Linked DNA regions of Mus musculus: regions 2, 3, 4, 5 and 6 are each linked to region 1. The links are chromatin contacts, called in public HiCAR-type and HiChIP or PLAC-seq maps. All regions are on one chromosome and are shown on one strand. The core of a region is the stretch at or near the end of the contact, and the rest is flanking DNA. Distances in the headings are between cores, read along the strand shown. Region 1 has its middle 66 kb from the start of Gm31258. Region 2 has its middle 16 kb from the start of Gm31495. Region 3 has its middle 100 kb from the start of Gm31431. Region 4 has its middle 210 kb from the start of Mir125b-2. Region 5 has its middle 140 kb from the start of Mir125b-2. Region 6 has its middle 110 kb from the start of Mir125b-2.

Region 1 (4,906 bases), core at 1,412-3,911:
TAGGCAGATGAACTATATGGTCTTGAAAAATAAAACCAGCCATAGCTGTACATATATGTGTTATATGTATGTGTATATGTCAATGTGTACATGTATGTGAATGCATACAGGCAGGTATATGCTTATGTGTGTATAAGAGCAGGACCAAGATAAATAGGGTTAAGATTATATAATTGAACTTAATTTTTATATATTAATTCACAGAATTTTTTCAAATATTTAGGGAAACTCTATTTTAATAGGAAAATCATCAAGACAAATGCAAGAAGGTACCTAATTTTTTTTTCTTTTGTCTTCAACCTACCTAGCAAATAACAAATTTATACCTTTGCTTTCAGGCCTTATTACTTCAAAGCATGCACATACCAGTTCAGAGATAAAATGTTATATTTTCTTGTATTATCAGTGTTGTTTATGCTTGAGCCTTTTGATCTCTCAGTCTTATTAGTCTTTGAGTTTCTCCTTCCTTCTTATGCTAACTGCATTTTGGGAAGTATAAATAGGAAGACCCATGCTTTTCTTTTAAGATAATTCTAGCACTTAGTAAATGCTATATTAAAATCCAATATTCCAAAAGCTACTTAATTCCATATTTCATAGAAAGTTTCCAAATATTACAAAAGAGGATCATAAAATAAATATTAATGGAACGCGGCATGGTCTGTTCTCCACTATGTATAATAAATAGTACATTATTCATGTGGGTATAAATGAAGTACTGTGTTTTTTGAACACCCACTCTAATGATGAATTCCATACTCAAATACAGAACTATCAGCAGAAAAGCAAACACTCCAATCAATTCAGGTAAACATTGGTGAAATACTACCTGAAAAAATAGTATTTCAGTTATCATTCTTACTGGGAAAACAAAGTAAAATAAGCACGAAATGTAGGAAAATATCTTTCTGCCAGTATCCTCAACCAGTGAACACTTCTGTAAGCTGGATCCTGTCTTTTCTTCCTCTGTCGTAGAATCACTCACTGGTCATACTGCCATTCTGTTTATGAATATGTAAATATAACGTGCACAGAAATAATAGCAGTTTGCCCAGAGACCAGGCTATAGTATACTGATTTTGTATACTCACAGAATATTTAATTTTTTAAGCAGTCAAATTAGTGCTGCAAGATATACCCTAGTTCCGTGATATGGAAATGCGCAAATGGAGCTTAGGCAGATGCCCACGACAATTGAACTGCAAATAAATGAACATCTAAGCCTAACCGTGGAGAGACATGTACATTATTTAGCTTCTTACTCTGATGCTTAGTGATACAGAGGAAGTCTTTAGGTCCTTAATTACCTTTTATTTGCTGACTAGATTCTACCTCCACAGCTCACACCAATAAATAACTAGACTAATGTTTAAATCATGCACACACAACACACACACACACACACACACACACACACACACACACACACACACCACATACTTTTCCTTTGAAGCAGAAAATGATGTCTATATTCACCCAAGTGTTGTGGAGGAAGCATTAAGCTTTGGGAAGGAAATAATCGGTGGATTTTTATTCCTGAAGTAAGCAAGCATGTTCGTGCATATTCTTTCTGCATACATGCCTATGCGTCACTCAGTGCAAGCGGTGCCCCTGCAGCTTTTGCGCAGTAATTAGATTGGTGTAATCACAGTGGAATGAAGACAGCCACACTGATAATTTCACAGTGAATATTAAAGACATATGTGCCTTCCAGTGTACAATAAATGAACCTGAACTGCTGTCAGGGTCTAGGAGGACAGTGTGGCCAATGCACCTATTGTGTCCCTGCTGCAGAAAGGAGCCTGCCGATTGGCTACTGTCTGCAGCACATAGCACTGGCTTGTTATAAAGGACTTGTCTAGGGGAGAGCCTGTAGGTACTCCATTGTCTGGTAAAGTTCATATGACTGCATTATTTTGCAAGGGGGGTGGTGGAGGTGGTGGTGGAGGGAGAGCTTAGAGGGGGTATCAGCTCAACTGTAAAAGCTATACAGATTCTCTCTCTCTCTCTCTCTCTCTCTCTCTCTCTCTCTCTCTCTCTCTCTCTCTCTGTCCTTCCTCTCTCTCTCTCTCCCCCTCTCCCTCTCTCCCTCTCCATAGATCATCTCTGCTTCATGCCCTGTCTCATTTCGCATAGCTAAAAAAAAAAGAATGCTAATTAAGATCCCATGTCTTAACCTGAAAATAATGACTCGGCTGTAATTAGAAATCTGCTGAGAGTTTAAAATTCTAGTAGGGGACCAAAAGCATCAGTTATGGTGATTAGGAAGAAAATGAAGAAGTATGTTTCTGTAATCAAGGTAAACATGGGAAAAGGGGGATTCCCTCATCTTTTTTTTTTATCCAATTTTAACCAATAGTATTCTGCTGCAGATGAGAAGATACTGTGTTTCAAAAACGATTTTAACCATCAAATTGAAAGAACACAAATCAGTAGCAATAGAAGCCTTAATCCTCCTTAGGATGCAATTCAGATGAAAGACCTGCTTTTATTTTTCTTTTTTGTATGTGTGTGTTATAGACGGATCTGAGAACGCTGTCTGGGCTTCGTGCCAAGGGCTGGTATTCACACAGCAACGACGGCCTCACAGAAGAGCTGTGGGAAGCAGGAGGGCGAGCCTCTCTTAGGGTGCCACTACTATGGAGACACAGCTGGGCTGAACAAGATTTGCTTCAAACGACAACAAGAGAGACAGAAAGTATCTGATTCAACCGCTGCCCAAGCAGGCAGGCACCAGAAGAGCTAGCAGCCAATCCGGCCATGCTCGAAGCCAGTCCTGCAGCTCAGCCAATCAGTGACATCATTGGTGAGAAACTCATTTACATCATGCAGTAATGAACTTTGTTTAACATAGCCTTCCCCCTTTTCCTATTACCCTCCCCTCCCCCAGATTAGTCCTTCCATTAATTATTCTGGTGGCATAATTTAAATCGCTATGTGAAAATGTGGCTACATTCTTCCTGGTAGCTCTTACCCAGTCTCCAACTGATGTCTGCAGTAACAGAAGTGGTTCTAAGTACAATGCTATTTTGCTTGGTTGGGTCTTGCATATATTATCTTCTCCTTCTTAAAAAGAAAAAAAAAAACTCTCAGAAAAAAAATCCCAAACTTTTGTTTATTAGATGCCCCCTCTCAATGAAATACGTGTTTTCTCCAAGTTGCTGTACAATGTAATAGGGAATGGGGGGGGGGTATGCTGCCATGGACGTTGTGATTTTTTTTCCAAGCAATCTGCATCTTGGAGGTCCCTTTCACGTTTTTAGATTTTATGTTGTAGTGGCCATTTTACATACAGTGCTTTCTCCAAGAAAAAGCTCTATGTACATCTGTCAAATGGAGGAAAGTTCTCTCTTGTTTTATTCTGTCCTTCACTGCTCTCAGCCAACATGTCATCTTATTAATGAATAGAACTGAGGTCATTTCTGAACAAATCTCTCCCTTCCCATCGCAGCACAATGCACCTGATTTGCATCCATTTACTAGAAATACTGAATACAAGAACCAGCTTGAAAAGAAGTGCAGGGAACAGCTTACATATTATTTCAGAATATGACAGGGACATTTGTTTCTCAGGAGGCATAATATGTAACAGCTGCTTTAATGTTTCTCTGAAAATGCCTGCTCTCCATTTATAGTTCAATACCTCCAGTGAATTTATGGGATCATTATATAACCAGAGTTGAGCAAATGAAATCATAGTCACGAAGGAATTCATTTATCTACGGAAAGACATTTGGAAGTACAATGTTGTCTCGCACATTTGTGTTTTGTTGGTCAGGATAACACACTTTGTTCGATAGATGGCTTAAAAAGTCTGAAACATGTGGTCTGAGAAGATTTCTATTTGCTTTACAGATGCCCAAAGACTGAAACTGGGACAGACTTTAGTGTGATTTCTCTTAATTCATATATTCCATGCGTTGTTGCCATGAAAAGCATGTGGTTGTCTAGAACTGATAGCCAAAGTCCATTGTCTATTTTCTATTAAAGGAATGCTTTGGATATAATTATTCAAAGACATGGAATTTTAAAATACACCAACAAAGGTGTCATAACTGTGCACGGTTTTTTAAAAGAAGCTTAGCGAGCACAATGATAGGCATAGCCACACGAAGGGTTTAGACAAGAAGCCCATGGCCCTTTTAATTCATGAGGCATTCCGTCATCCCGTCATCTGTATTCAGGGGGCGACTGTCCTGAATCAGTCATGAGCTCCCCTGCTGCAGATCCTGTAATTTGAATCATGTGTAATAATATATTATCCTACTGGGGGCCCTCTCTCAGTAGGAAAATGGTTTCTACATTCTGGTATAAGAGAACTTTTGGCTGCTAGCCGCCTCACAGCCATTACTCACATGGACAGTCACAGTTGTCCCCCTTAAGGAATAACATCTGCACAACCTTGTCAGCCAAAATTCTGCAACCTCCCCTCCTCGTTATGAATTATGATTTCTTAGAATTGGGAAAGCTAGAAAAACTGAAGCCTGAAAGTGGAAGGCTGAAAGAAACGGATCAAAATTTTATAGCACATGCCAGGTGACAACAGCTCAAATTCCCATCTCTTTGAATTGATGGGTAAGTGGGTGGAGGGATAACAAGCGATTACACCTAAATGCATTTGCTTGGCTAGACACTGCTAAAATGTCATGTGTTCGGTGAGGACATGGTTGTATGTGTGTTTCTGTGGATATCCTAGCCAGGTCCTATAAAAGGGTGTGGCAAAATGGAGCGTTAGCTGAGGATGGAGCCCACAGTTCAGGCAGAGGAATTGTCTCTGCTCTGGGAGGCGAAGAAGTGGTGGAGAAAAAGCCATTCTGCCTTAGGTGCTAATTCCACTAACAGCTCTGGGCTCTGATTCTCTTGTTGTAAACATGACGAGGTCACTGAATTTCTCTCTGTTTTCCTT
Region 2 (4,906 bases), core at 1,215-3,714, 930 kb after region 1:
CAACCTAGAACATACATTGCATCCTAGGAGAATGGTAGACACACAGCCAGCATCCCATCAGAGCCTCCAAAAGCCACTTCTCATATGAATCCAGATGTTTCTGTGTGAGAAAATGTGGCTTGACTGGTGAATTGGGAGAATGAGCCCACTTCTCTGCTTCCCTTGCTGTAAAATGAGTCCTTGGCCAAAGGCTGTGTTGTATAGACGACAGTATTAGCATGTTGATCAACTTCATGATGGTAGTTAAGTATTTCAGGTAACAAATATGTGTGTTCATTGTAAAACTCTGCTCCTATAAGAACAAATTCTAGCCCTTCCGTGATATAAACAGACCTTGTCACAAGGTAACTAACTGATAAGTTCTCTAAAGAGAGGCTGTCATGTGAGGAGCTTGACGTTCATCTCTGGTGTAAACAGATTGGATGGATAATAACCAGTGTTTAAAACTAAGTGAGATTAATGGAATTGAATCTACGTAGCCAGGCCTGTATATACTCTCTGCTTACATCACCATGGTTGTTTTGTTTATGAGACCTCCAGCAAAACACAGGAGTGGCAAGGTTAGAAGGTTAACTTATTCTAGAGACTAGGTCATCCTTGCCACCTACTATCATGATTTTTTTTCCTTGTGTTATTTGTTCTTTGACGATTATTTACATGGGACACTCTCTGGGGGAGAGCTATTGATGGACGTTTTCTTTCAATATCTATGTCACTTATTTTTCCAGTCACACATCTTCCAAACTCTTAACTTCATCAAGACATTATCTGAAGCCCATGAAATAACATTGATATATAAATCCTGCCATCTACCTTTCCTGAAAACAATGGCAGAAGTCTATAGAAATACTTACAGTGCCATGTCAAAGTAAGTCGATCATGCTGTAGACATCTTTTTGGTTGATGTCAGCATAGTATGAAGAACTGCTCAGAGGTGGTGGAGCAGAGTGAAAAGTCATGAAGCCCTTAAGGAGGCAACACTTGCAAAGTCTTAGCTCAATCCCTGTGGAATACCAGTTCCTGCTGCACTTGCTGTACAATGAGTCTCTCCCCAACCAGCAGCCACAATCACAGCATTTGCCACAAGCATCTCACCAGAGCAAGCACAAACTTCGGCCAGGTGCTTCAATCTCTAGAACTGTGAGGTAAATATACTTCTCTTAGTCCACAAAGTACCCAATCTAACAAGTATTTTGTTATATACTCATATTAAGTTAATTAACAAAACTACTTCTGATGTGGTTGCCCCGTTTATATGCTTCAACTAATGCAATTGTTTGATAGAAGCAAGCTCTGTGGAATGAAGAAATTATCAACTTTGGAGAATTCTCCTGAAATAGTCTATAATTTGAGGATGCACTGTCTTTACGCAATATGAGGTTGACCTCAGGTTACCTACTCTAAGGGACAAAGGCTAGATTATTACAGAAGATGGAAAGCCAAAATAACCCTGGAAAAGACAAAGAAGGTATACTGCTCTCCTGTCAAGACAGTAGCCAGTTTATGACAGCTTTACTAATAGATCTAAAGAAAGGTTAATAACTGCATATTAGGTATGAAGGCATAGGTTGCCTTATTCAAAAGAAAAAAGTGTTTGACATGTCAGAGTTGATTGAAATCAACACTTGATTTAGTGGGTAGTGGGTATGGTCAGTGCCATTCTTCAAGATACATCAGTCTCCTGCACAGGACACAGATGAGTCAAATGAGCACATTTTAATAATGGCCTCGCCGGGTGTGGTGGCACATGCCTTTAATCCCATCACTTGGGAGGCAGGGGCAGGTGAATTTCTGAGTTCTAGGCCAGGCTGGTCTACAGAGTGAGTTCCAGGACAGCCAGGACTACACAGAGAAACCCTGTCTCAAAAATAATAATAATAATAATAGCCTCGTTGAGAACACTCCTCTGAGTTAAAATCTGTGCACATAACAAATAAAAAACTACTGAAAGCTATTTCAGAGTCAAGTAGTCTCAAAATATACACAGTCCCGTGCACTCACCAAAGAACGTGCAATCCTTTCATTATCAACTCTCACTTCGACTACTTGTCCATCACTGCTATACATGTATTTTATCCCCTAAACATTTCCCATCTGTATCACCTACAGCCACCACCCTTGTCAAACTTCTTCCTTTACCATCCCTATTCACTTGTCCTTTTTCTAATTTTTCTACACACTGTATGCAGAGTGCATGAGATGAGAAGCTAATCGAAAGCCAAAGGCGACTTGCTTGTTTGCAACTCAGGGACCTTGCACAGAATCACTCCTAATTAGTTAGAAAGTATTCGTTAGCCTGCTGTTTGCATGGAATGATTATTACTGCCAAGTTGTTTTAAATGCAAACAATGATGTTTTGTCCAGAAACCTTGGGGAAACAATAAATAATAGGTTAGTTATAGGTACACATTACAGCATTCACTTTAAGATTCAGCATGCACACAGAATGCCTCGTCATTTTCCACAGACCTTGGAATACCAATAACGCTCTACAAACAAGCTTTTGTCTGATCCCGAGATTCACTGAAGATTAGCTGGCTTGAATATCAGAAAGGAGTTGGAAGTCTGAGCCTTTGTTCCGACTGAAAAGCTTTTATTATTAACACAAAGATACTCCATTGATTTTTTTTCTACATCATAATTCTAGCTAATATTGACTTACATCTTTGGCTTCATATGCACATTTATATTCAGTTAAATCAATTTCTGGCCAGAATTTTGTCACACAACCTCATCTATAGATGGGGCTAGTAAACACTGCCTAGCTGAGTACTCAGAGAGAAAACAATAGAATAGATTAAAATGTAACACTGTGGTGAGTAAAACATTAGGAAATTCAGCTGTATAATGTCTGCTGGTTTTTGCATGTAGTTAATGCATACAATATGATGGTTTGCTATGTATATGTAAAGTAAGCTGATTATTACAGCCAAGCTCAAAAAGGCAACTGTGTGTTTGCATGTGTATATAATGAAAGGAAAGAAAAGGGCTGCTATAATATGGTGCTATGTACAATGAATATATAAATATATATATACATATGTATATTACTGGAACATGATAAATGCAGCATGTTACACACTATTTTCCATCACTCTGCACTAAGCTTTAACTAAAAGAGATTTAAAAAGGGGGGTTGGAGGGACAATAGAATAATAATAATAGAATAACAGAATAGAGAATGTTGGAGGGAGAATAGACTTCCATCTTCTGCCTTCTGTGTTAGAAGGCATTCTTGAATATCTGAAGACAGCAAACGCGAGAGCTGCTGTGCCTCGGTTTTAATGCCAAACTCCTGGGAGTAGCAGTGTTAGAGTTCCTTCATCTATAATGGAGACAAGTATAGGCAAGCTTCCATAAGATCCCAATAAGCTTTCATCTCCACACTAGATCAGGTCATGTGACTAATAGCTGGATCCTTCCATAGGCTTTTACCATCCTTTTAGTGATAAACCTGGCAACTGTTGATTTCATAAATCTAGTCCCAAGTTACTATCCCACTGGGGTTTAGACTGTTGAGCCCCAATCACCTAGCACACTGATGCATTTACAGTTCATAAGAGCTCAGTTTACAAGCACCCAAAAAGCCCTTTTCATATCTGGATTAGAGTCTTCATAATACTTTTACATTCTCAATGACTAAAAACAATTGCCATACCTTAATAATACCTCTGCTTCACACTAATGTACTACACATACCCTTAAAGAAACAAGAATGTGACACAGTTGTTAACAGCTCCCAGATCTGTTTTCCTGTTTTTATTATTATCTACCATGCAGAATAATCAAACCCATTACTTGAAGATTGGTTTTAAAATCATCTAATGTAAGGCTAAGTTAGTACTATGATTGTCTAACATGCAGGAAGCCCTGGTTTCTTCCCAGCACCATATAAATCATATATTGTGGCACATACCTCTAATCCTAGCACTAAGGAGGTAGAGGCAAAAGGCTCAGACGTTCAACATCATCTTTTACAACACAGAAAACTCAATGCCAGCCTAGGAAACACAGGAGTGTTGTCTCATGGTTGGAAATATTGTTGAATATTAACAGTTGAAAATATTAAAATCATGTTCTACAAACATCATGGAAATATTATTGATAATTTTCCTCACTGTACTTGAAATTAGCATTTTCTTAATGCTTACCATCAAAGAGTGTTTGCTATTTTGAAACTTTTAAAATATACTTAAGGATGAAATAAAAAAGAAAGTAAGTGATTAATGCAAGGGATTAAAAGCTCATATTCAGGAAATAAATCTGGTTTGCGGAATTGTATTTATGAATATGCAATTGCCTTAATGTTTGGATTATAACACATTTTAAAATACAGAAATTGCTGTGGAAGAAGTGGCAAAAGGAGCTTAAGAGCTAAAAGATGAGGAGGAGCCCAGTAAAATGCTGTCTTCTGACCATGAGGACGCCAAAGCACTCATGACATCACAGCAGCTGTGTTCACCTGCACAGGGCCTTAGCAGCTCGGGCCTTTCAGTAGTCTGGCATGCATGGGGACATATTCATTCATTCATTCATTCATTCATTCATTCAATAAACCTCATGGAAGTAGCCCTAGTTAAACTCAATGGGATGGAAACACACATACACACCACTACCCACGACAACCACAACAATAACAACAACAAACATGAAAGTGGGAGAGGGCTTTACTGGCTGTGTGGAGTAGAAAGGGGCTGAGAAAGGTAATGAGAGATGACAACAATCAAGTCATTGTACACATGAGTCAAATTATCAAAGAAGAATAATTAACTGTACCAAAAGACTATATGTCAGTATGTTCTCAAGGATTTGTTGTTGATGTGTTCATATATGTGTCTAAATGTATGCACATGTGGGAAGGATACACATGCTTATGTGGGTTGAGGACACTAGAGGGTACCTGGTG
Region 3 (4,906 bases), core at 1,291-3,790, 750 kb after region 1:
TGCCTCCCAAATTTTTATATATATATAAAAATTATAAATATATATATTATATATATATATGTAAAAATTATAAATATATATTTATATATATGTAATTATAAATATATATATTTCATCATTTTTTCAAAGGTGATTGTTTTAATCTATATTCTGATGGCTTAGGATTTTGAAGTATAAGGATGAAAAGCCAAAGTGCTTCATCTGATGAAAGACTTCTAGGTGAGTCATAATATAACAAGAGGGAGCTACTTCACAGAGCCATAGAATTCACAAGAGGAAGAACGTGCCTCAACTCATTCTATTCTAAGTCACCCACTTACTAGATCACAAATATGGTCCTGACATAACAGCCTTCATCCATCCTAGAAAGCTGTACCTTCAGAACCTAAAAACCTCCCAACGGCATCCATCATGAGACTCCTACAGTGTCAATGAGGTCTCATTGAGATCCTCAGAAAAGAGATTCAAACCACAGAGGTTATGATGTCAAATGGCAATGCTAAATGTTCACAGTCACTTAAAATCACGTGACACTCAGTGCACCCGTTCACCCCTCAATTCTTATACATTTTGACAAAGTGAGATGAGGGCCATGTTGGAGACTTAAACATCTAACACATCAGACTAAAACTCTCTAAATTAACACCAGACGTTGATACTAGAAATAACTGTGGAAAGTGTAATCACGCAAGCAAATAGCTCTTTAATTCTTCTACAATAAACTTCGGATAAAGTCTCAGTACAACTCAGACGCAGAAATGAAGGTCTGAAGGTTTGTTCGTAATACAAAGCAAGTGTGTTGGGAAAAGGTCCCCCAGCAGGGAAAGCATTGTCCTCCATTTTATCGTGTGTGTGTGTGTGTGTGTGTGTGTGTGTGTGTGTATTTGTGTGTGTGTGTGTATTTGTGTGTATGTGTGTGTGTGTGTATGTGTGTATGTGTGTGTGTATGTGTGTGTATGTGTGTGTGTATTTGTGTGTGTGTGTATTTGTGTGTATGTGTGTGTGTATGTGTGTATGTGTGTGTGTGTATATGTGTGTGTATTTGTGTGTGTGTATTTGTGTGTGTGTGTGTATGTGTGTGTGTATTTGTGTGTGTGTATTTGTGTGTGTGTGTATGTGTGTGTGTGTGTGTATATATATATATATATTTATATTTATATATATACATATATATTTACCATATCCTCACATTCATTCTTCAATTTGTTTCTATAAATCTATGACATAAAACAAATGAAACATTATCACTATTTTTTTCAAAGCATTGTGTGATTTTTTCCAATGGCATTCAAACTGGGGATCTAGTTCCAATTGTTTCCACACGCAGTCTAGAGTTGTCTCTCTTCTGGGCCATGCCAAAATGGGGACCACCCTTGCAACATGTCACCATGAAGATCTTTCCAGTTCAAATATAAGTGCTTTAGATAAGAGTAAAACGAACAGACTGAGGCATCGGCTATCATGATGGGGCAAAATCTGAGAGTCCAGTGCTCAAAATCAAAGCTCTGAAGTCCAAGATCATATTCAATAGAAGTTTATCTCCAAAACTTAGATTGTCTTCTCACCTAAATGACGTAACAGTCCTAAATAATAATAATTTAGGCCTAGTCATGTTTCATTTGGTTAGTATAACAAAACTGCTGGACAGAAAGGCTTTCTTAAAAATCTGTACAACACCCCTCCAGTCATCTTAGTAACTTCCAGATGTTATGTTTTCATTCAGCACTATTTGAGACTTCCTACTGAAAACAAACAAACAAACAAAAAACAACAAAAAAAAAAAAAAACAAAAAAACAAAAGCAGTCCAGGTCCAGACTCTTAGGTACATTTACCACATTTATCCTACCTGTTATAGCCTGCAGTTGGGAACAGAAATAATAGCTAGAAAAAGAAATCATTTCAGCTTCGAAGAATCATAAAATTTCATGTTGAACTTAAAAACGTATCTCAAAAAGTCAGGATGAGCTCAGCAGAGCAAGCGTGGTGCTGGCTTCCTTTCCTTTCCTTCTTCTCTTTCATGATTTTTCTTTCTTTCTTTGAGAAGTGGTGGGGACGGGGGTTGTTTTGCACTGTATTGGGTCAGCTGACACGTTGAGTATTCACATCGGATATTTTTAAACCCCTTTCTTATTTCAGTTGCTTTTATGCAACTAATTTAGATGTGTCCTTAAATTAGGTTTTCTTTAACTCTTGAAAGGGTTTGGCTTTCATTCCTTACATGGAACAATAGTTCCTCTTGGGCAAGAGTGCCAGCTACATTTATTATCTGTCCCATTCCCGGTGGGCATTGCAGTCTCTTCTTAGAAAAGTTAGTCATGTGGATTTTTTTTTTCGATTGGGGAAAGGATAGCAAGCTTTAGTAACCATCTTTGATTTGTGCGAGGACTAGGCTGTTTTGGTTTTTTTTTTTTTCTTTTTCCATGCTTCCCATTTTCTTATTTTAGACTTCTGTAGATGCTTCAGTCTTTATCCATAACAGTCAAGAATGAGCCTATCTTTGGAATGCTCTAAGAGCTAGAGACACATTTAGCCTGTTAATGCTGCAGATTTGGCCCAATTCCATTTAGGCTAATTACACCCTGTTCTTCAAAAAATATCTCTTTGCACTTTCATTGGGTGATGAAAAAGATCGGTTTTTTTTCTTTCTTTTTTTCTTTTTCAACCTCCTTTTCTGAGCTAGAGCTCAATCGTCAAAAGCCCAGCATGGATCCATCTGAAGTTGCCTAAGGATAAATTCCCCAAGTGTGGGAGAAACCGAAAGAACACAGCCATTCCCAAAACCAGTACTCAGAGAAAAATATATGACGGTCTGGATGCAAAAGCCAGCCCTTCACTTTTAAAAGAGACGCTTCTTTGTCCAGGGAGAGGGACGGCATGCTTAAGGATCCACACTAAATGCCATCCCAGAGTGTGAGGAGTTCCCCGGAAACGCATTGTCTCTTTCTTGTTCAAAAATGAAAAACATCGAAAAGTAATCCAAAAAAAAAAAAAAAAATCGAGATCCTACAGTTCCTAACCTCCTTTTGGATACTACATGTATGTTGTATAGTCCCACCTGGTCCAGCATGCTAAAGACTTTAGTGAAATGCAAACATCTTACTGTAGTGTCTCCTTTTAGCTGCAATGTTTGTATCAAGTGCTTCTGGCGTTTGTGCCGATTGTATCAAAGTGAAGTTGGCCTCTGTTATCCTAGCCTCCTTTCAGAAGTTGCTATAATGCTTGTCTATGCAAGATTTTCTTGATGTTAACACATGGGAAATTTGCTTTGGGCTCTGCTGACTTGACGGTTAAACATTTTTTCTTATGATGAAGTTGCTTGTTTTAAAACCAAATGATGTCATGCAACTAAAACAAAACGGAATTATACTAATTATGATCCAGAGTGACAGGTTTATAAGGAATCATACTTTATGTCTGTCCTTGGAATGTGCAGTCATTATCTATCAAGTATTCACATGTATACTGGGATTTTTTTACACTGAGACTCCACACTTAACCACACACCAACAAAACGCAGCATCAGGGATGAATAGATTCATTCTGCTGGTCTGCGACTAGAAAGTTCCCATGATAAGGACTTTATTTTCTTTGAGAGTGAGATAAAAGAATCTATCTAACTTTATGATTCATGAACTTAGATCGGTTCACAGGGCCTTTGCTGTTGCTGCTAAACTTTCACGTTCTCTCTTGCAAGCTTTGTATAAGTGTAAAATTGCATTCACATCTTCAGAAAGAGCCTTGGAAGGGATGAAGCAGAAGAGAAGCAGATTTTTCCCCCAAATATCAGTAATAATAAAGTCTCCTAGAATATAGTTCTAGGTGACAAAGAAGAAGGGAGACATTGTGAAACACCCTGAACTTCAGTTCACAGTAAGCTTTTACATATAGAGAAGATGAGAAATTGAGGGAAAAAAAAATTACTAAGTTTCAAGAAGTCCCCGAAAGTGGTAACAGTGATCTTGCCCTTAGGAAAACAAGGAAGATAATCTATTTATCAAAAAGAGAAAGAAAGGAATGGTGGCTGAATCATAACCAGACTCTCTAGTGGACGATACTTTGTTTGAGACATTGTTGTTGTTGTTGTTGTTTTAAGTATAATTTTGTATGTTTACTAAAACCTAACTCTTTATCTTTGGTCACTGTGAAACCTTCTCTGGATTGCAAAAGAAATCCTGGTAAGTCTTTAAGTCTTTCTCTAAGAAGGCATCTGTAACAAATAATAAAGATACTTCCATTTAAGGAAAGAACAGTTTGGATGTCTTTATATAAAATGTTACCACCTTCAGACTATGTGACCAAACTAAAACTGTACTTAAAGAATGAGATCAAGGTAAAAGTCACATGTTAAAAAGTTAGCCTTAAGTCCCATTAAAAAAATATTTGAAGGAGCCAAGAAAAGGGGGGGAGGGCAGATTTTTTTTCAGATGTATAGCAAAGTCATAAAATGTCCTGGGCCAAGAAGTTAAGAGTGAGTGTGAATTATTGCAAGCAATACACCCTACAAACAACAGTAGGAATTTGAGCGGCACTATCATTTAGCTGCTGTCTCCTTCCTCAGTTTACTCCTGTTTGTAAAAAGTAATTGCCAATTCTTCTGAAATGCCATAACTTTACTTTCACGGAAAAATGATGAGGGAAACGAAAGTAGTCAGGTGGGGTAGGAGTCCCATCTCAGTGGGTGTCACCGAAGATCTATAAAAAGAGAGTGTCTACTAAGTCCAAAGCCACAAGAGAGTCTTACGAAAAATAAGTTACAGACTGGAGAGATGGCTTAAAGGTCAACACCACTGTCTGATTATCCAGAGGGTTCAAGCTCAATTGCAAACATGCGCAAGATGGTTCATCAGTTTCAGTGGATGCAATGCCCTCTTCTGGCCAGTGGTGGAACTGCACCCATATGTTGCA
Region 4 (4,906 bases), core at 950-3,449, 620 kb after region 1:
TCCCCCTTTGAGTTTGGAATTCTTAATCACAAGCTTTCAACTGTGAGAAAACCACATTCTTATGAAAAAGTTTAAGAGCATTGTTGCCAAGCTTGAATAGAAGCTGGACTTCATAAAAATCTTCACAGGGCCTGTTTTAATAAAGTTTCCAACTGTAATAATATGAGATTGGTTGCCTCATTGAAGTGAGCTGCCAAAATTTACCAATGTTTATTTATGGTTACACTGAATATTAAAAGTATTGATTAGTGCATTGTAAAAAGAATACAACATTTCATATGTGGCGTAAAACAGTTTGCTCCAACTCTACCTATTAGGAACAGAACCTCTCAGGGAATATGGGGAAACAGCAACCATTTCTTTTTAGGTGATGTTTAATATAGGTAGAAGGTAGTTTACTATAGGTGAGGTAGTTAACATTTTACAAAATTGAATTTTCCTAGGCGTTTTGATGAAATGAATTGCAGGCTCTGTGAATCAAATAACTCTAGTAGAAATGGATGGTCATATCGTAACTCTCTAAGACTCCCTAGCTTTTGTTCTTGATGTAGAAAAAATGAGAGAGAGCATATTTGTTTCCAGATGGAAGATTAATTAACACACAAAACTGCTTTATCCATAAATATGGTTCCTTTTGAAATTATAGTAGGTTCACCAAAATGCATAGATGCACTGCCTTTGAACTAATTACAGGAAACCTGGTACTAGAACAAAAGTTAAATAAGTCATAACCAGTTGTTTTTCTTTCTTTATTCAAATCAAGTAGAGCTGCTACTATAAATTGGAAATCTGCATCTTTGTTATTCTCATTATTTCTTTATGCAAGGTGTTTGCTAGAAGGGGAATCAGACTGTCTATTTACAAAATTATGCGACAATCTGCATAATTAGTTTGCATATGTGTTAGGTTAGTTATGAATGATTAGATTGTTGTTCGGAGTTAAAACGTCTGAATTTTAGAAGAGCCAATCACTACAAAATGAATGGGATTATTTTAGGCAGGAAAAAAAATCCAAATTTCAGAATTAGACTACTAGTGTCAATGGGATTTAGAGTGAGAAACATTATTTACCTCTACCCAGTAATGATACAAGCTAAATGGAAGAATCCGCATAAACATGACAGTGTAAGTCACCACTAAGTACAGTGTAACTTAAATTATTTCTGTTCAAGTGCATTTAAAGTGTCAATTAATTGCCTCCATTTCAAATGCACACCTTTCCCCCAATTATCAAATTAAAATTTGAACTGAATCAATGAGCACAATGATAGTTTAATTATATTAAACCCCACGAAATAAACAGTGAGGAAGTTTGTGCAGATGGCCACCCGTGTCTGACACCTCCAGGCGTAGCCAGTGACAAGTACCATTCTCTCGGTAAATAAAACTGCTTTATTTTACTGCCATTGACGAATCCTTGCTTTTAAAAAGATAGGAGAATGGGTTGCGATAGAAGGATTTAAGGGAATTACAGAAGGAGAAATCGCAGACACAGATGTACTTTTTTTTCTAAGGGCACCAGGTGTTTTAAATGCCACCAGAAGGGTGCTCCAGGCAATTCCATGCTGTCCAAGATAGCTTGGCATAGATTATCCGAAAGCTTTTGTGTCTTTTCAGCTTTTGATTAAAGGCCAGTGTCAGGACTCCTCGGGGCTTTTGCTTGGTACAGTAAAGCCAGAGGATTTTTTTTTATGTTGCTGCCAAAAAGATGCCAGTTAGGATAATTACATTTCAATTTAAATTGGTAATTTTATGAAAATTTAAACGAGAATATGTGTCACCCAAATCTCCTCACTTTTATTCCCCCAAAACATGCACACACACACACACACACACACACACTCCTCTTGTTTAGGGGGACACTGACAGCAGTACACCAGAACCTTCCCATGACCCAGAGTATATGTGCCAGGAATTAAACAGATGAGCAGAAATTGCACAGAGACTGTTTTCTTTGTCCAAATTCATTTTCTAGCCTAGATTTATCACTAGTGTACATTGGAACCATCCCAGGGCATCCTAGCATCTAGCATCTTTCTCCCTGCAGATGCCAGCAAAAGAAGCTTGAGACCAGAGCTGTAGTAATCAAGACACTGTTTTCCATTCCCAGCCAAGCTTTGTATTTGTTAACAGGATGTAGAAAAGGAATCAAACCCACATAGAGTCTCTCACCATCTTGGTGAAAGGAAAAGGACACAAGTGGCCAGATGAACCCCGAATTCTCTGTCTGCCACTTTCTTTTTCCAGGACACATACGCAAGCTTGGCAGCACCAGCAAAGTGGAAGTAATGTTCCTTTGTTTAGAATGCAGTGTGTACGAACATTTACATAATAAAATACACACACAAATAACAGATGGCGAAGAGACACTCATTTCGCCACATGTTGTAAGCACAATATCGTTCCTTGATGATCTCATTTCTCTTACTTCTCCCTCCAGATGTCTACCAGCTATTTAACCTCAGGGGTTATTCAGATGGTGGAAGGTTTTGAAGACAGCCACAAAGCTGGCTATAGAATGTTTCTTTTCCATCATGTACAAATGCCCTTTCTGGATGGAGTTATCAATCCACAAAAAAAAGAAAGAAAGAAAGAAGAGAAGAGAAGAGAAGAGAAGAGAAGAGAAAGAAAAGAAAAGAGAAAGAAAAAAGAAAAGAAAAGAAAAGAAAAGGGAAGAAAAGAGAAAAATGAAAAGAAAAAAGAAAAGCAAGAGCTTTCTTCTGTACAAAAATAAATAAATAAATACATTTTTCATGGGATTTGTTGAGTAGATATTGTCTACCATGAATCCTGGCAATATGATGACTTTGAAAGAGGTCGTTTTCTTCTAAGTTTTTTTTTTTTTAATCCAAGCAGAAAGTGGTTTATTAATACTTTGGGTTCTTTAAGGACACCTTCTTTCAGGAGTCCTTCTGAAATGAGTAGAAGTCTCCAAGATACTTTGTTCTCACATGTCAATCAGTTACTAGGGTTACATCTCAAATATAAGTTAAACGATATGTTATGTAATATAAGCTAGTAAATATGTTGTAGTGTTAGCTCTCCTTATAATCAGATAACAATTCTCTCAAAACACATGACCCATTCTTTGCAATGAGATCCATCATATTTCAACAAAGTACATTGATAACATGTATCATTAACTTTTTCTTTTTATAAATGCACTTTACTCAAAAGAACATATTAAATGTTACCATGTATAAGAGAAAGCCATACCATATGCACTTTGCACAGATATATACATGTTAAGCTACCAGACAATAACTGATAATTCAGAATAAGAATCTGCATTGGTTCATCTAGAGTTTATGACTTCCTCTAAAAGAATACATCCTTAACTGACATTTAATGTTGAAGTCTAGTATGAAGGTGTAATATTAAACAAAAATGCATCAAAATATGAATATCAAAAATCACTCTCCAGTATCAATGTCTTTAAAAACCAACAATGACATTATTCATGAAGGCTAAAATTTAAAAAAATAGTCTGACATGCGTATCCTGAAAATAATATTCAGAAATAAGACTGTTAAATAGGCTAAAATATATGTTGAAGTTTACTTGAAGGCATGAAAAGAGATAATTTAGCATATTCCTGAGAGCTGTTTAAGGAAAAGTGATGGCCAATTGCACACAGATACATGACAAGAGAGTCTTTAACAGATAAAAAAAATGAGAGAGAGATATGGAGACAGAGACACACAGAGACAAAGAGAGACACAGAGAGAGAGAGACAGAGACACAGAAACAGACAGACAGATCGTCAAACAATTATGATAGTTCAGAGAGAAAAGCAGGTAAGGAAAGAGGTTATCAGATGGTTGGGTGGAGTGAACAAAAGTCTTGAACTTTGGTTATTAATTATAAGAAAAAGGCAAAGAAAAGAAAATATGAGAAATAAATAAAATGTTCGAGGGCTACGAAAGGAGAGCAAGCATTGACAGTTTGACAAAATTTACCAGGAATCATTAGATTGAAAGCTTACCACTCCACAAGAGCCTATGATGAATGTATTAAAACAGAATTTCTCAGAACCATAGACTGCTGTGTATTTCTCAAGACAAGTATCTGGGAAACGGGTCCATTTCTTGATAGCTATCCAGAAAACAGATCATTGCCCATCTTCTATCCTCTTTATCTCTAGAGTTCCACATGTTCTGTGACTCAGGCCACCGTGTCCCTATCTTTCTTAGTTTGAAATGGCATAACAACAGTGGAGATAGAGCACTCTGCTCATAGGTTTACGTTTAAGTCGAAATGCCTTCTGGTGAGGATATGAGGTCAAAGAACCTGGACAGTGAACCTAATGCACCAAATCCTAGATAAAAATTCCAATTCTCAGCATTTGAATTCTTCCACAGAAATTTCCTAGAAAATAAACAAGGAAGTAAAGACCACTGGGGAATGTGTTTACAATGCATAAAGAATTAACTTCATACCATCAGTTGGGCTCCTACAATAAATTTGGTCTTTCTAAACGGGAGCTATAACCTCTGGCCATTTTCTTCTTCATAGCACTGACAAGGACTCACAGCAGCAAACGGAATGTGTCCATCACTGTTTTCAATAACATCTCATCATCCTTGCCTCTCCTTTCTCAGCCTCAGCTCTATCGCCCAGAGAATAGGCCCATGGCTCCATTTTGCTGGTGGTGAATCCACCTACCTGGCCATTTTAATTTCTCCTTAACTCCTCTCAAGAAAGTGCAAGAGCAGGTCTGTTTGTCCCACATAGAAGATCCTAATCTGTGAAAGTGAGAATTCAAAGAAAGGCCTATATGGTGGCTTGAATAAGAATGGCCCCCATAGGTAGGCTCATATATTTGAATGCTTAGTCATCTTCATCTTCAGGCATGACACTAATTAAGAAGGACTAGGAGATCCTTGCTGGAGGAAGTTTGTCACTA
Region 5 (4,906 bases), core at 1,805-4,304, 550 kb after region 1:
TCAGTGTCAGAAACGTGGCAGAAGAGATGACAGAAAGAATGCAAAAGCTATAGAACAGGAGAATTGGAACACAGTAGTCCGTGAATGGAGTTCTGTGAGTAGAATTCTGAGATATTGTGAACAAACTCTGAGAAAACAAGACAAGATTCTTGGAACTGCTGTTCCTGCTAAACAAGAATTTGTTCTTGGAAGGTGCTTTTGTGTTTCTTCCAAGCGTCGTAAATAGGAGTGGGTTTGCTTCAGACAGCTTGCCCATTGCTGCTTACTTTTGTAGTTCAAAAATATTTCCAAGCACAGGTGACTAGATACAGCCTAAGCTTATGTGAACTTTCCTCATGGGACTTTGCTTGACCCTCCGAGTATTCTCAGGATGTAAATTCTCTGGCACTCTGAATAAAGACGGCTATTGCATGGAAACTTAATCTGCCTCACTTTTAGGCTCTGCTCTCCCAGGATCATGTCACCAAATAGTGCGGTAACAAGTGCCACAACATGCCATCTCCTAGACATGACATGACTGTTACATGCATGAACTCACATCAAATGTGTTTATTTACACAAGATCTGTACAAAGTCAAGTCACTTAAAGACTCTAGCATGACATGGAACTCTCAAAACGCTATGCCCCAAATAACTATTGGCAATTTATGTTTGCTGGGAAAGAGGTTATTTTGTTTGTTTGTTTTTTGTTTGTGTTGGTTTTGGTTTGGTTTGTTTTTGTTTTTTGTTTTGTTTTGGTTTTTTGTTTTTTTTGAGACAGGGTTTCTCTGTATAGCCCTGGCTGTCCTGGAACTCATTCTGTAGACCAGGCTGGCCTCGAACTCAGAAATCCGCCTGCCTCTGCCTCCCAAGTTCTGGGATTAAAGGCGTGCGCCACCACCACCCGGTAAGAGTTATTTTTTAGTAGTCTGCTTATACTCTGGTGGATGATCCCACATCCATGTACGTATGGGCTGTCCCATTTGTTTGTTACCAACACAATAAAACAAAAGAATGGGAAAATATGAAGTTAGGAATATGTTGGGAAGGATCCTAGGAGCAAGTTGGAAGGAGGGAGTAGGTTTGGCTATGATCAAACTGCATTGTATTCATGTTTAAAATTCTCCAAGAATATATATTTTTTAATTTTTAAAAGAATGGGTATAAGAAAATTAACCATAACAAAGCAGAATCATTATCTTGAGATGATATTGATAAAGAGTTTAAATATTCTGGGGAGTATAAATGCATTTTTAATCTGTATGAAATAAAATATGGAATAGGCGACAAAGTAAATTAAGCAGAAAAATCAGCTAAGGAAAACAATGGGATTTCATGTACTTTCTTTTCCATTGAAATGGGCGGGTACAATAAAGGTTAAGTAGATGCTACTTGGATGACGTTGGGGGGGGGGTTGTGGAGAATGAGAGAGAGGAGGAAGATATAGATGAAGCCATTGGCATCCCCATAAATCTAAGATCAAGAGATATGAGCTCAGAATAAAAGAGTAATTTTTACAAACTCACCATGAATCAACCCAGTTCTGATTATATAACATTGTAGACAGCACAATCCAATAATTTGATACCTGGTTAGAGAAGCCAGGATTACAAGCCAGAGAGAAGGCAAAGCAGATTCAAAGAAATGAGCCTACCGTTTGAGGGAACTTTTATTCTTTTATCTGTATCATTAATTTGCTTTTCCACACAGGAAAGATTGATTTCGTGAAAACGGAAGCTTCATTGCCCATTCGAAACCCAATCACCCAACCACACTGGTATGGCGCACTTGGTGTGGGTTGCATTGGTTTGCCCTACAACGCTGGTTCCTAGCTGATAAGACTGTAGTCCCAGTTAGACTTTCTTGTTTGTTGCCATGTTAGATGTGTCGGGTGTGTCTTACCTAATGAAGCTTGCTTGCAAATCAAGTGTGCACAATGTGCCCTTTGAAGGCTAAAGCATTGCTCAGTGCACCTTCCTGTTCTGTTGTTGCTGCTGTTTCACGACTCCAGACTCGGAAAGGAAACAGCTTGAATCACTGTTGTCTTCTCATCACTATTCCATGCATTGCTTTAGACTGGACATATTGAGGTGTCACCATGTTTGAGGACAAAGCATTCCTAGCAAAAATAGCAACAATTTTGCATTGATGTTAAAAAACAAAAAATGTATCCTTCGGTGAATAAAATATAAATTAAGGGGAAAAAAACCCTGAAATTTTATGTTTATTATTAGTTTTATTCTTTGTAGAAAATAAACTATTCCACACACAGTAATGCCCAGGAAAATATAATACAAATATAGACAGGAGAGAGAGAGAGAGAGAGAGAGAGAGGGAGAGAGAGAGAGAAACCGTTGTAAAGATGCCTTATTATTCTACCAATTCCCTTTTTTTCTAAATTTTTTTTCTTCTTCTAATAATTGTTATTGAGATCTAAAGAGAAATTGCCTCTTGAAACCCTAACCTTGAGCATTACCTGTTACATGCAGATAGCCATGGCTTTTAAGAGATCATTGTAATTTCTAAAGTGATGAGATTTAAAACAACTATTTTAATCCTTTTTTTTCTCCTCTGTTTCCTCTGTAAATTCAAAAGTAATTGGATGGCTTAAGCCAATGAGTATCTAATTTGAATTTTTAAAATATCAAAGACTGCAGGGAATTCTCTTTGGGTGATGCAGGGCATTGAAGAGAAACGTGTAAATCGTAACACTTCCTTTTCTGTGTCTATACATGACAGGATCTACTGTTCCTACAGTTGGCTCAGTCAAAGAAACCGTTTGACCTGAATGTCTGACCCAATGACCAGTGGATTGACTGAATTCCCAGCCCTCCGCTCTGCTCTGCCCATGCGTGTCCGCGCGCTTTGTTTGCTAGCTGGCTGGCAGTTTCTGCATAGAGAACACACAGCATATGCCAGGTGGCCATGTGTCTGAAGCAGACAGAAGAGAACAAAGCAAAAGGGGGAGAAAAAAAATAAAAAGATTTCATTTGGACAGGGATGCTTTCAGCCCTCGGAACCGCCTGTACGGGAGAAGAGCAGAGAAGGCAATGCCACTTGAATATACTCAACAGTAAACAACATCAAACCTGAGATTCACATCACAAATCTCCCTCTGCTGCTGCTGACAGGCTCAGCATGCACGTGGTGGCAGGAGACAAAGAAATCTGCTCTGTGAGGCAAATACTGGAGAAACACCTCATCCGACTGAGCGCCTCCTCAGTTTTAGGATCTGTTCCGTAATAACCCTGCGTTCCTAGGGTCAGACACCTGTTTTGTTAAAGGAGAGCACTCGGCGAATGAAATCAGAACTTGCTTTGTGTCTTTCCTGTTCTTTTAGTATATAATGCGCTGCTCGCGCTCCCTTAGCTCACAAAGCTACTGAACACAGGGGTCAGATGCTAACGCCATCTCAGAAGTATTAGAAACTATTAAATATCATTCGATACAGAAGTCAGAAGATGTGGGCTCTTTGAAGAGAAATGGATTCTTTATCTTATAAATATGCTGTAGTTTATGATTAAGGATAAACACATTTACCTCTCTGCAGTTATTACGTAGACGCTGCTATAGGATAGATGGCAAACTACCCCACTTCCAGTACTACTGATTTTCCCCCTATAGTACCATTAAGATGAAAACTGGCATTCAGAGCTGTTAGTTGACCAGTCCAAGGTCACATCACTGTTAAGAGAAACTTCAAGCCAAGGTTTCCTGATTCTAAAGCCTGTGCTAATAACATCACAGATGCCTCTGTTTATCGATAAGCTAGTTCGCAGGAGATTCTCCAGAGTAGTGTGTACCTCTTCCGCAAACTGTGCTATTTGTCTAATTGGATGCAGGTGTTCTACTGTCTAATTGTCAGTCTAGATGTTTGCATATGAAAGCGTTTGGCATTTTTTTCTGTTTTCAAGGAATTTTGTCTCTTTATATTAAATCTGACAATTCCTTCCATTGGTTTTTTCCTATCCTGTATTTTACCTTTCCTATATTTAATTCAAAAAGGCAGAACTAATCATTCAATTCTGGGTGCCCTGTGATCATATTCTCCTGCCTCTAAGGCTTTCTGCTTTTCCCCTCACTTGCATGGATGACATGTCTATAGTTTTGGCTCCAGGCCATTTATGGTTACCCAGAAAACAAATCAATTTCTTCTTTTCTTTTGAATTTCCACCCAGCCCACTGTCTTATGAGAGGAGAGAGATAAATACAATTTCTTATGATGGTGTACAATTCAATAATAAAATCAAAAGAAACTCTCAGAAAAACATAGGTAAGTACAGGTGTGTGTGTGTGTGTGTGCGTGTGTGTTCACAAAGCCATGTAAAATGGATGAAACGCTCTTACAGGGAAGGAACAAAGTCATATTGTCTCTTATCTGGCTTTTAAGGTGATTTTGTTGAGCTAAAAAAAAAAATCCTATATTCGTAGAAAAGCCTTGCCCGCGGTGTCAGGATCATCTGTGATTATTAAAAGAAGGGTTTTAAAGATCTAATTTACTTCTTGTCATGCACTGCTTGCTATTTGCATTCCACTCTGGCTGAACATTGAAATGAGACAAGCCTTTATCACCTTTGTGTCTGGTCACGTCTCCTCCCTAGTCTCCCTATGCTAGCACAGCACCGCAGTACCAGGCTGCAAAGAGCAGCAAAATGGATCATGGGGGTGGGGTAGGGGGAACCAAAAAACAAATGGGAAGAAAGCAATCTGGTTGGGCTTCTAAGCAGATGAAAATGGATTCAATGAAAATATTTGTATCAGTAGCAAGCTTTCCTTGCATAAAATCTTTCCTTGATAATTTTCCTAAAATTAAGACACTTAGCCTTAAATCCCACATGGCTATAATATTGGCAAACACATGAGTATAGCTCGCAGGGAAAGCAAAAGTAATGTGAAATCGCTGTTATTCTACTGGTCTTAAGAAAAA
Region 6 (4,906 bases), core at 1,248-3,747, 520 kb after region 1:
TGTTTTAGATATTTTCTTCATTTACATTTTAAATGCTATCCCAAAGGTCCCCTATACCCTCCCCCCGCACTCCTCCCCTACCACCCACACCCACTTCTTGGCCCTGGTGTTCCCCTGTACTGGTGCATATAAAGTTTTCAAGACCAAGGGGCCTCTCTTTCCAGTGATGTCTGACTAGATCATCTTCTGCTACATATGCAGCTAGAGTCAAGAGCTCCCGGGTACTGGTTAGTTCATAATGTTGTTCCACCTATAGGGTTGCAGTTCCCTTTAGCTCCTTGGGTACTTTCTCTAGCTCCTCCATTGGAGGCCCTGTGTTCCATCCAATAGATGACTGTGAGCATCCACTTCTGTATTTGCCAGGCACTGGCATAGCCTCACAAGAGACAGCTATATCAGTGTCCTTTCAGCAAAATCTTGTTGGCATATGCAATAATGTCAGCATTTGGTGGTTGTATATGGAATGGATCCCAGGTGGGGCAGTCTCTACATGGTCCATCCTTTGGTCTCAACTCCAAACTTTGTCTCTGTAACTCCTTTCATGGGTATTTTGTTCCCTATTCTAAGGAAGAATGAAGTATCCACACGTTGGTCTTCCTTCTTCTTGATTTTCTTGTGTTTTGCAGATTGTATCTTGGGTATTCTAAGTTTCTGGGCTAATATCCACTTATCAGTGATTGCATATCAAGTGACTTCTTTTGTGATTGGGTTACCTCACTCAGGATGATATCCTCCAGATTCATCCATTTGCCCAAGAATTTCATAAATTCATTGTTTTTAATTGCTGAGTAGTAGTCCATTGTGTAAATGTACCACATTTTATGTATCCATTCCTCTGTTGAGGGACATCTGGGTTCTTTCCAGCTTCTGGCTATTATAAATAAGACTGCTATGAACATGGTGGAACATATGTCCTTATTACCAGTTGGAACATCTTCTAGGTATATGCCCAGGAGAGGTATTGCTGGATCTTCTGGTAGTATTACGTCCAATTTTCTGAAGAATTGCCATACTGATTTCCAGAGTGGTTGTAAAAGCTTGCAATTCCACCAACAATGGAGGAGTATTCCTCTTTCTCCACATCCTCTCCAGCATCTGTTGTCACCATCTAATCCACCAAACAAGAGCCCTATCTTTTTATTCCTCCATGTCAGCCCAAATCTTTAGCTTCCACGGTTTTCCCAGAATGAGTTGGATCAAATCCACAGTACATTGTAATTGTCTTAGTTGTAAGTCAAATCAGGCATCTATCACTCATATTGACCTAAGTAAAAACATTGCATTGCAGAAGTTGGTGGGAGATGAGATGGCTTCATAAGTCTTTTTATTCTAAATCAGTTCCCCTAGCCGTTTCCAGCCTAGCCCTTCTTGTAGCAAAGGTGGAATAATATCTAATGCTCACTTCAACATCCTGATTTCTGCTGTGATATCTCTCCTCTTACACTTTGGTCAAGATTGAGAATTATGCCAGCCAGGAATCCTATTTTTTCACCTCCAAGTTTGGCTGCATAATTTGCTAGTCCAAGTGCAAGATGACTATCAATGATGGTCTTCCTGCCTACAAATTATCAAGAACTACAAGACATGGCCAGCAAACATCAAAATGATTCCTTTCTATGTATCGTCCCCAGTGACGTAGCTATATGTCCACAGAGCTCTGTCTAGATAACAGATATCATTATTTACTCTTTCCTTCTCCTCCTCTGTCATGCGACCTCTGCAAAATGTCCCCACGTGACCAGTACCATACTGAGATTCTTAACAAATCTTTACTAAAGACCCACTGTAGCACCTTAGTTCATTGTTCAGAATTTCTTTCACACTGTAGCATAATCCAAAAGAAGGGAAATCAGCCTTCCTCAAAATTAACTGGCTTCTTTCCCAATAAGGAATAAGAAGCTCCTAAATGGATGGGTAAAAGTATGAAAAAAATGGGTGACACAAAAATGCTAGATCAAATTTAGAGACAAGAAAATATTCATAAACAGTAATACAAGTGAAATATTTTACTTTTGATACTTAACTCAGAAATATCCTGTACATGATTTTAGGCAATTCCACTTAATGAAATAACGCAAAAGTATGTTGAAACCATGTAAAATATTGCTACCTGTACTGATAGTGATATTTACTGATAGTTGCTGCTTTGGTTTTGTTTTGAAAAAATAATAATAACAAAGCAACGAGACAAAGGAAAAAAAAAAATAAACAAGAAAGCTCCACGCACTCGGCTGTATGGAGGATGAAAGCGCTGAGAGCGATCCATCAAATCTCTAATGCGTGCTATTATTTCCATTACTGTTCTGTGTACTGAGAGAAAAATAAGACATTGCTCAGAAGGGGGAGGTTTGCCTTTCTAATTCAATGGCCCAGACGCTTGCATCCCCGAGGTAAGATTCAGCAGGAGCTCATCGTCAGCCTGGAGATGCAGACACTGCAGATATCATCCATCTCACTGACATACCCGGGGCCTCATTGTGGGGCTGCCAGACACAGTAGGCTAGAAGAGAATGTTGCAGAATACAGAAAAGGAGGCAATGAGCTGGGATCATTACGGCTCCCATCTAGGAACTGTGCCACAACGCGGTTCTGAGATCATTATTCAGAAATGAAGCCACCGCCATCACGATCAACACAGGTGCTTAAAGAGTTAAGGGAAGCGGAAACTGTGTGCCAGCCCAGGCATGGTTTTGGCATAGCTGCTGAATCATCTTTTCAGGTTTACTCAAGATTGGTGATATTCCACCACCTTCCATTCCTCTAATTCTACACACACACACACACACACACACACACACACACACACACACACACACACACACACACAGCAAACAAACAATGGCAACGGAAAAGAACAACAAAACTCAGCAAAGCATGCTAAATAGACATGCCATTATTGGGAAAGGTAATGAAAATGTATTGTCTACATAGAGTTGGATCGAGTCTAACACATGGAGCAATTCCTACCCAGGTTCATGCCGGAGGCTTCCTTGCTGAAAGGGTAATAACACAGAGTACAACCCAAGCAATTTGGAACAGGCTGTCCCTGTGAGGGACACATATAAATGGATTTACACAGATAAACACAGCCCAATGCAAGGAACAAGGTATGGACATTTGAGACTTTGCAGCATGGAAAGGTTTTAGGCTAGCCTTGAATGTAGAGCATTTGCAATTAACCCTTTCATTCCTTGCCTCGTGGCCACTGGGAAGAATTGCTTGGTTTGCTGTTATACTTCAGGACCTGAGATTTGGCCTGTGGCCTGGAAATCTATATAATGTTATTGCTTCCTTTAAAAAGAGCCCATCCTTTATCTACAAAGATCCTCACCTCCCCCACACACTCCCTGCCTTTTATTTTAAGCAGAACTTCTTTGGGGGAAGAAGACAATTAGTGCAAAATCCATCAGAAGGCGTCTCAACCTGTCCTGCCGTCTCTAGCCAGGAACTCTCTGGAAGGAGGCCATTTAACACTCATTATTTTCTTAGGCCATGGCCTATTTTCCAGGCTGTGGTATAAGGCAAATTCATTACTTTGTTTCTCATAGCCTGTCTACAAAACACAAAAGCAGACGGATCTTCCCAAACTCAGACAGAATATCACGCACAGCCAAGTGGGCTGAAAATGCAGGCTGCCAAGTTGGCCAGCACAGCCCCATGCATTACTCTCTTTCCAGAGCTTCAGCAACAACAAAGAGGCTGACCCCATCAAAACCAACACAAGGAGGCCTTGTATGTTTCTATTTAGATAGAATCCCCACTCTCTGAAGCAGACAAGAGGGGTTCCATCAAGCCTATCTTCTTCAGATGTGTGTTAGCATGGTCTGCACACCAGCACTTGCTCATAAACACATCTGAGCCAGGACAACTTCATATTGAGAAGACACGCAAGTCTTTTATGCTTGCGGGAGGATTTTGGGTCACACTCTGCAGACTGCGTTTAGTGATCGTGACACTAACACAGAATAGCTTTTTTTTTTTTTTTGAGTGTTTACGGAGGTTCTGGCATTGTGATAGGTCTTGTACATGAGTCCTCTGCCTCTCACTGTAGCCTTGAAGTTACTCTGAAGCTAGAGGGGAGAATACTGAAATTCAGTGTTCAGACACTTGTCGCAGCTATTGGTGATAGAGTCGGTATGTCCTCACAGAAGGGGGCTGTTTAAATGTCCTCATAATTTCATTGCCTTTAAGATGGTCAACTACACACATTCCAGACTGATTTCTTTCCTCCACACTTATCATGCACAGAACAACAAACTCCCATGACATGAGATGAGGAAATAATTTCTGCCCCTCAAGCAATTTTTAGAATGATCTTTGTCCTCATTACTGGAAGGCTTAGCATAAGATACTCCATAGCAAGAATTTCTCTTTTTCTCATCCTTCCTAGTTTATTCTGTTTCTCTATGTCTGTCTCATCTCTTTGTGTCTGTCTCTGTGTCTGTCTTGTCTCTGTCTCTCTCATCTCACCACCTCTCCATCTTTCCTTCCTTCCTGCCCTCCTTTCACTTGCTCTCCTGCCCTCTTACTCTATCCTGACTTGCTCAATCCACAGTGCCCCTTTATTGCAGTGGAAATCGCAAGCCTGGCTCCCATTTGCCCACGTTTCTCACACACCAATACCCAAGCCTTCAAACCATAGGGGTCACATTTTTAATGGTTGCAAAACCACTGTTGGTGGAAAAGCTAGTCTCTAAACACTCTGTCGAGTCATTCAGCTGGTAGTATTTCATATAATGGTACATGATTAAAGATTGTGACAGTTAAACATTCTAAGCCCAAGCATATGCCTAGCAGTGGTCTTTTGAAAACATCCATTCTGAGGAACCATCTGGACATTGCAGGTGATCTCCATGCCTCCTGATGAGAGCTTACTACATCACACAAAACAGTTAGGACAATGCAG

Evidence for each region. HiCAR-type assays count read pairs that join an accessible place to other places. HiChIP or PLAC-seq counts read pairs in DNA pulled down with a chosen protein or histone mark.
Region 2: an H3K4me3 HiChIP or PLAC-seq map of embryonic forebrain shows a contact between it and region 1, with 8 times the contacts expected there. The contact joins two enhancer-like sites. A contact is called at or near these places in 2 of 484 Hi-C or Micro-C datasets (the 3T3-L1 cell line and tail fibroblasts) and 5 of 115 datasets of contacts at active chromatin or transcription factors (embryonic basal ganglia, embryonic forebrain, embryonic hindbrain and 2 more).
Region 3: a contact with region 1 is called in a HiCAR-type map of astrocytes, with 4 times the contacts expected there. The contact joins two enhancer-like sites. A contact is called at or near these places in 3 of 484 Hi-C or Micro-C datasets (cerebral cortex, cortical neurons and epidermal suprabasal cells) and 4 of 115 datasets of contacts at active chromatin or transcription factors (astrocytes, embryonic forebrain, neural progenitor cells and 1 more).
Region 4: an H3K4me3 HiChIP or PLAC-seq map of embryonic forebrain shows a contact between it and region 1, with 4 times the contacts expected there. The contact joins two enhancer-like sites. A contact is called at or near these places in 3 of 115 datasets of contacts at active chromatin or transcription factors (astrocytes, embryonic forebrain and forebrain).
Region 5: an H3K4me3 HiChIP or PLAC-seq map of embryonic forebrain shows a contact between it and region 1, with 5 times the contacts expected there. The contact joins two enhancer-like sites. A contact is called at or near these places in 1 of 484 Hi-C or Micro-C datasets (cortical neurons) and 3 of 115 datasets of contacts at active chromatin or transcription factors (astrocytes, embryonic forebrain and forebrain).
Region 6: a contact with region 1 is called in an H3K4me3 HiChIP or PLAC-seq map of embryonic forebrain, with 4 times the contacts expected there. The contact joins two enhancer-like sites. A contact is called at or near these places in 2 of 484 Hi-C or Micro-C datasets (cerebellum and uterus) and 3 of 115 datasets of contacts at active chromatin or transcription factors (embryonic forebrain, forebrain and neural progenitor cells).

The regions. Positions count from the first base shown.
Region 1 is chr16:77,234,445-77,239,350 of GRCm38.p6, forward strand. No RefSeq gene overlaps it. Among named protein-coding and RNA genes, the nearest start is that of Gm31258, 66 kb to the right of the region's middle. Within about 2 kb of position 2,662, at least 101 of the 459 cell types and tissues checked have an H3K27ac peak or open chromatin away from gene starts, as enhancers often do. A contact at or near this core is called in astrocytes, cerebellum, cerebral cortex and 6 more, where this site is marked.
Region 2 is chr16:78,168,622-78,173,527 of GRCm38.p6, forward strand. No RefSeq gene overlaps it. Among named protein-coding and RNA genes, the nearest start is that of Gm31495, 16 kb to the left of the region's middle. Within about 2 kb of position 2,465, at least 5 of the 459 cell types and tissues checked have an H3K27ac peak or open chromatin away from gene starts, as enhancers often do. A contact at or near this core is called in embryonic forebrain, where this site is marked.
Region 3 is chr16:77,984,466-77,989,371 of GRCm38.p6, forward strand. No RefSeq gene overlaps it. Among named protein-coding and RNA genes, the nearest start is that of Gm31431, 100 kb to the right of the region's middle. Within about 2 kb of position 2,541, at least 32 of the 459 cell types and tissues checked have an H3K27ac peak or open chromatin away from gene starts, as enhancers often do. A contact at or near this core is called in astrocytes, cerebral cortex, cortical neurons and 2 more, where this site is marked.
Region 4 is chr16:77,850,287-77,855,192 of GRCm38.p6, forward strand. No RefSeq gene overlaps it. Among named protein-coding and RNA genes, the nearest start is that of Mir125b-2, 210 kb to the left of the region's middle. Within about 2 kb of position 2,200, at least 35 of the 459 cell types and tissues checked have an H3K27ac peak or open chromatin away from gene starts, as enhancers often do. A contact at or near this core is called in embryonic forebrain, where this site is marked.
Region 5 is chr16:77,785,272-77,790,177 of GRCm38.p6, forward strand. No RefSeq gene overlaps it. Among named protein-coding and RNA genes, the nearest start is that of Mir125b-2, 140 kb to the left of the region's middle. Within about 2 kb of position 3,055, at least 73 of the 459 cell types and tissues checked have an H3K27ac peak or open chromatin away from gene starts, as enhancers often do. A contact at or near this core is called in cortical neurons, embryonic forebrain and forebrain, where this site is marked.
Region 6 is chr16:77,757,649-77,762,554 of GRCm38.p6, forward strand. No RefSeq gene overlaps it. Among named protein-coding and RNA genes, the nearest start is that of Mir125b-2, 110 kb to the left of the region's middle. Within about 2 kb of position 2,498, at least 57 of the 459 cell types and tissues checked have an H3K27ac peak or open chromatin away from gene starts, as enhancers often do. A contact at or near this core is called in cerebellum, embryonic forebrain, forebrain and 1 more, where this site is marked.